2 separate regions of the Zea mays genome follow, and region 1 is linked to region 2. A link is a contact called in public Hi-C data. All regions are on one chromosome and are shown on one strand. The core of a region is the stretch at or near the end of the contact, and the rest is flanking DNA. Distances in the headings are between cores, read along the strand shown. Region 1 has its middle 8.0 kb from the start of LOC100273525. Region 2 has its middle 23 kb from the start of LOC109944053.

Region 1 (3,006 bases), core at 378-2,877, 260 kb after region 2:
CTTAGACAAAACCGAGTTTGCACATTCTAGTTTTGATTATTTGCATAGGTTTTGCTCTAGGGATTTAATTGTGGCCTAGTTTAGTAAAAGTTAAGTCCTAATTCACCCCCCCCCCTCTTAGGCGTCACCCGTTTCCTACAGCATCGTCACTAGGGTCGGCGATCCTCCGCGCATCCATGGCGGTGAGAAGTGCCATTAAGCCACCGCTAGGGCATAATGGTGGCGGCTCCTCCATTTCATAGCCGCCACGTCACTGATCCACAACGAGGGTGACACTTTAGCCTGTAGGAGACAATTTCGAGGGTGAAGGCTGACGGCGACGAGTCGGTGGTGGCCGCCGCGTTCTCGGCGACGCCCCTGCTGTGTGTGTGAGGAGTCTGATGTTTGTGTTGTTTGGGGATTGAGGAAGAAGAAGGTCGGGGGCTTCCTCGTAAAGTGAAATAGGGGGTTGCGTGGGAGCGTGGGTGGCTTCTTTGTGAAAAGTGCAGGCACCGTTGGATGTTGGTTGTGTGGTGTGGATGACTCATGCGCATGGGAGCACCAGATAGCTGTGCGCACGGGATATGAATTTGCCTATAAACCTCTGTAACGCTATAGCGACATCACACGTACGCGTTAAGAAAACATAGTTATTTCTTTCGCGAGCCTGCCTTGGCATGCGTTGATGCTCTCTACCAAAACCACAGCTAATTGGTCAAGACATCGAACTAGGTCTGGCTCCACCGACCAAAACTCTTTAATTGACTTCGTCATCTTCTCGCATTCTTTTTCGACTGGCATGTGTGTGCCTAGCCTGCATCTTTGGATGGGTTTGTGTAGCATCTACTACTACTACTTGAAGCATTTGTTTTCTTCGCACACTCGATCAACAGAACATCCGAACCTAATCAACTCTGCAGGCATGAACGACCATTTCTGCAGAGGGCCATGGCTCATTGGCCCCCTCGCGCTGGAGCATCAAGCATTAACAGCGTGTTTGGTTTGCAGGTTGGATTGCTTCCGGAGTCATCTGGACCTACGTCCAAGGCTATATTATCATTTGGTTTGAATCGCGGAACGATGTCATCCGTCACTGCGTTATTCTAATAATATACTAACACGTGTGATCAGCTCACTCCGCAAGAAAGTGCAAGACCACTCCATCCGGAGCCAGGCCACGATGGATGAGCCAAACCATCAAACCAAACAAAACACACTGTAAAATTCATTTTAGTTAACTATTAGGTTTATATAATATTTGATGTATGTGTTATATTTATATATATATATATATACATATATAAGTTCATCTTTATCCATCTAAATATAGACATAAAAATCAAGAGCTAAATGGGGGAGTATTTATAAATACTTGTCAGTAGTCCAGTGATACGTACGACGTATACATATGTACACAGCATAACCGATCAGCATGTACTGTACAATATTTCCAGCAGCTCAGTTTCGAGGAAGGTGACGAGGATCAAGTAGCTGGAGCAATGTGATCCTAAACGATTTTTAAATAGAGATGCTGTTGTGGATAGCCTCATCAGCCATTGGAGATGGAAGGAATCTCGGGTCTGTACAGTGCGGCATGCCACGGAAACGCGCGACACTGGGAGACTGATCGAAGATGCCAATGCCATGCATGGCCATGCATGTGCATGGCGTGCCCCCAGGATCGGCGCGTCGGTCCAGTCGATCGATCTGATTAGCACGAGCACCGGCATGGGCGGAGCGCAGCTCGTGTCCGCTCGCAGACGCACAAGTCTTTTAATAGCGACCCAGAACAATACAAAAGGGCATTGCATGATTTTTTTTGCAGTGCTGTCCGCCAGTTAGCAGAACTATTTTATATTGTATGTAATGCACCTTCTGCTATTAGTATTTGCTTTTCGTTTCGAGGTCGCTCATTCATGTCGTCTAGCTTGACGTGGCGCCGCGCGCGCTGCATGCATGGGAGTGTAGAAAAAAGGATCCGAATCCGATGCAATGCAAGTACACAGCACACCGCACAACTGCACAAGGAGCGGCGAGAGGGACGGCTGATCTGTATGCGAAGGGAGCACGATCTGGACAGGATGCATGGCCGCGACGCGACAAGGACAGCGCCGGAGCGGCAGCGCTCATTTCTGTGAGCCTCGCTCGGTCGATCATGTCGGGAAGAAGACAGCGTACGTGCCAGCAGGTCAGGATTGGGTCGAGCCTCATTCGTTCCCCCCAAACGCCACGCCGGCCCCTGGGCGGCGGTGCAGTGCACCGGCCGGTGCGAATGGCCGTGTCGTGCAGTGTTCAGTTTAGATCGATGCATGCATGCAAGGCATATAATGCATGGTTCCCTGAACTCGTCATCGTGGCTTCGCGTGAATAGCTCGTACACCACCGATTTGGGACGGAAGTTTGGATGATCTGGCGGTCTCTCAGGTACGGTCAGCTGCCTGCGACGACATACCGTGAGTGAAATGCACAGCGGCGCGCGGATCAGCCGCCAGTCGCTAGAGTGATACAAGCAGGCCACCGGTCGACGACGCGCGGAACGGCAGAGGCATGCAGCAGACAGGCGGCAGGAACAGGAACGTGGTTATCCGCATCGTCTAATCCTAAACCATAGTATGCCTTGACTTTATACGAGCACCTGTTTAGTTACCCGCATATTTTAGATGTAGGCTGAATAAGGTCATGTTTGGTTCCTTTAGTCTAGGGACTAAAGTTTAGTCCCTAATATATTTGGTTTTAGGGGCTAAAAATAGTAAGAAATAATAAATGACTTATAAGAAGACTAAAATAGCCTTTAACATTCTTCTGCTATTAGTACAATTGAACTAAATGAGTGGTAAATGTGAAATTAATATGATTTAGTCCCTTTTAGCACATATGTGAAAGACTAAAGACTAAATCATTTTAGTCCTAGTGTTTGGCAAAAAAGAGACTAAAAACTAAAGACTAATCTTTAGTCCTTATAACCAAACACCTCCTAAGTAGATGTAAAATAAGTTATTCCGCTGCATCTCGGCCACGTTGCCACCA
Region 2 (3,182 bases), core at 266-2,765:
TGTTTCCACCGTTGTCCCTTTTGCAAAAAAAGTCATTATACTTCTTTCTAATCTAACCCACGGTCCAAACATGTGTATCGTGCGCGAAGCGTATAGGTTTGTTCATCTCCGCTACTTCTCGCCTACCATTGGACCCTTATCTATGGATCGTGGGAAACCACCTAACCCCCAACACGATAGGAAACCACACGCAACGAAACGCTCCCACATAGTACCACCTCACAGTCTAAAAGAGGACAAGCGACCGAGTGAACTATAAAAAAGGGTTGGATATCAACTATGTATTTTAGGTTTAGAGAAATGTCCACAAATTTAGAGAAGTGTAGTTGTATACACTTCTTTCAATCAAGACTACTGGGTGCAATAAAGATTATTCTTACTGCTCTCAGACATCAAGATACAACACTGGATTGAAAGATTGATGGTCAAGAATGCTAAAGCAGCAAAAAAGTATTGTTATTATAGCAACGGTTTTTAATAAACAAACTTTGTATGACTATTCTTACATATATAGAGATTAAACCAATGAATAGTTAAAGGCTATGGCAAATATGCAGTTTACCGGGAAAAGAAAATTTCCATTCAACTGGTCGTTTGGTCTATAATTTTGACTATATAGATGAACCGGACAAGCAAGTCTGGAGCGCGGTTAGGATCAAGAACATATCAATTTCCAGTCTTCAAGGTTACAACCAATTGTCTCTACCAAAGTTCTATAGGCAACTTAACTTTGATTAACAACACAACACATGGCCATATTTATGTTATTGTTGCACTATTTTTTACCGTTGCAACGCACGGGCACCCACCTAGTATATATATATTCTCAACTCTGCCTATATATAGAGGTTCTAATATTGAGCTACTAAAATTAGTTGAATACATCCAAACAGTATAACTAATATTATTAATATATTAGCTAATAGTTAGCTAGATATTTGTTAGTTAGCTAATTTTACTAGCAATTTTTAGTCAACTAAATATTAGCTCAAAGCCATTCAAACACCCTCTAACAATCAAGCGGTTTGTTTAATGTATGAGTATTTTTCTAAATATTCCCTCCGTCTAAATTTATAATTCGTTTGAACTTTTCAATCTACTCGTCTTATAAAAAAATTATGAAAAAACAAAAAATTTATTGTGGTTTTGTTTATTATCAAATATGTTTTATATATATGGCTTAATTTTTTCTATTTTCTTATAAATTTTTTGAATAAGACAAGTGACAAAGAAGTTAAACGAATTGTATTTTAAAACAGAGGGAGTACGAACATGACGAAGACAATCGAAGGATTTGGATTTTTTTAACTATGCTAGAAATTGATTACTAGATGAGAGATCTAGATTTCATATATGTATATGTGCACAAGATTTATCATATGGATTTGATACACGTGAGGGTGAATGGGAATCATTGAATCAACTCCGCCCGTGGGCCCGAGCTAGCTGCTAGCCTGCCTGGGACTGGCTCTGCAGCAGGGAGCCAGGGACAGCAAACTTGAACACCCCCGCAGGCCGCAGTGGAGTGGAGACAGGTTTTAGGTGTGCAGCAGTCTTGCTGGGAATGGGATTAGCTTACGGCCCGGCCGAACATCCAAACACCACGCCTGCCGCTCCAGCTAGGGTATAGCCGCTTATCGGAGACATGAACATGAGTAAATTACATGACAATATATAATCTGCGTATGGTACATTATTTCATGATTTATGGGTATTTTGTTTCACAAATAAAATGCCATAGACACGTATGACGGTACGAGTAATTCGGATCCCGAACCGACAATCTACCTACACAGCCATACGGGGGAGACGTACACGCAGGGGCTAAGTAATTCTTTCCCTTCACGGTTTCTATTCACAACGGGTTTCTATTCACAACGGAGTTCCCGTTCTGTATAACCCATCCACCAAGCTTAGGCCAAACATGCAATATTGATGCCAAACAGACCATGTGACAATCCGGAAGTGCCTCATGCAACAACAGGGTAGGATGCACACGTAGCAACACCTGCATCGTTTAGAGTCCAAGTCAGTATCGTGTTAGTGCTAGTGCGCTATATAACCTGAAACACGAGATCTCTTCTCGTTCTTTCGTAGTGATGAAATGTATGGAATACTCACCGCACATGTTTTTGCCCATTTCCATCTTGAAGTAACCCTCATCACCCCAGTCAGCGCCCCATGAGTTCTTGATGAGCCAGTAGGGGACACCGTTCTCGACACCATAGCCAACAGCCAGAACAGCGTGGTTCACATCCTAGCAATGCAAAAGGATTCATAATTTCAGATCATGACAACAGAATAACAAAGAATCCTAGCATTGATGAGATAGGAGCAATTCGTAGTGAAACTCTACATAGGCAGACCATAGATGAATCGTAGGCTGATGACACAAAAGCTACTGTAACTGACCATCGGTGTAGTTCCGCAGTGGTCACTAGTGTAGACTCCGGTCTTGTACAGTCTGAAACCACTGATCACCTCGAAGGCAACACTAACCGGGCGAACCAGACCAACAGCATCCTTCAGTTCATCCTCAGCACCCTAACCACACCAACAGAAATAGTATAAACTATTGACTTAGAGTAGTTAAATGTAGATAACACTCTGTCGAAACTTAGGATGGGTTTATCCTCACCAGGGTGATGTTAACCGAGTCCAAAACCTTGACTCCAACATTCTCAGCCTTGAACTGGCAGATTCCGTTGACACCTTGGTAAGGGTAGGACTCCTCGGTGTCAAGACCACCATTGTATTTGATGTATTCAAAGGCCTGGGATGGAAGGCCCCCCTTACATCCGAAATTGTTGAATGCAAAACCGCAGTCAACAAGCTGTTGCTCAGAGAGAGAGATGGCCTTGCCAGTTGCCTGGGTATATGCAGCCTCAAGCGCACCAGTAGTGCTGCCATAGTAAGCATCAAGGGAATTTAATTATTTTTTCTGCACGATCCCCTTTTTCTACTTTCAGAACATGCTAAGATGGTCATTTCTATGCACAATGGAAAAAAGGAGTGGAAATAGCATATAACAGGAGATATAAGAACGGCTAACAGCTGGTTGCCAAAAAAGTATCTGAATTATATTAAGATGCTTAACTGCTTAAGGTTGTATTCGGATCGGAAGGGATTGAGAGGGATTAAATCCCCTCCTGTTCAAATTTGAATAGCAAGGGATTTAATCC

Evidence for each region. Hi-C and Micro-C count contacts between places; a contact is called where the count stands out from the background.
Region 1: a Hi-C map of tassel shows a contact between it and region 2, with 6 times the contacts expected there. The contact joins two enhancer-like sites. A contact is called at or near these places in 3 of 25 Hi-C or Micro-C datasets (ear, endosperm and tassel).

What each region holds. Positions count from the first base shown.
Region 1 is chr2:189,814,589-189,817,594 of Zm-B73-REFERENCE-NAM-5.0, forward strand. No RefSeq gene overlaps it. Among protein-coding and RNA genes, the nearest start is that of LOC100273525, 8.0 kb to the right of the region's middle. Within about 2 kb of position 1,628, at least 12 of the 20 cell types and tissues checked have an H3K27ac peak or open chromatin away from gene starts, as enhancers often do. A contact at or near this core is called in ear and tassel, where this site is marked.
Region 2 is chr2:189,549,981-189,553,162 of Zm-B73-REFERENCE-NAM-5.0, forward strand. It overlaps the pseudogene LOC103647465. Among protein-coding and RNA genes, the nearest start is that of LOC109944053, 23 kb to the left of the region's middle. Within about 2 kb of position 1,516, at least 18 of the 20 cell types and tissues checked have an H3K27ac peak or open chromatin away from gene starts, as enhancers often do. A contact at or near this core is called in ear and tassel, where this site is marked.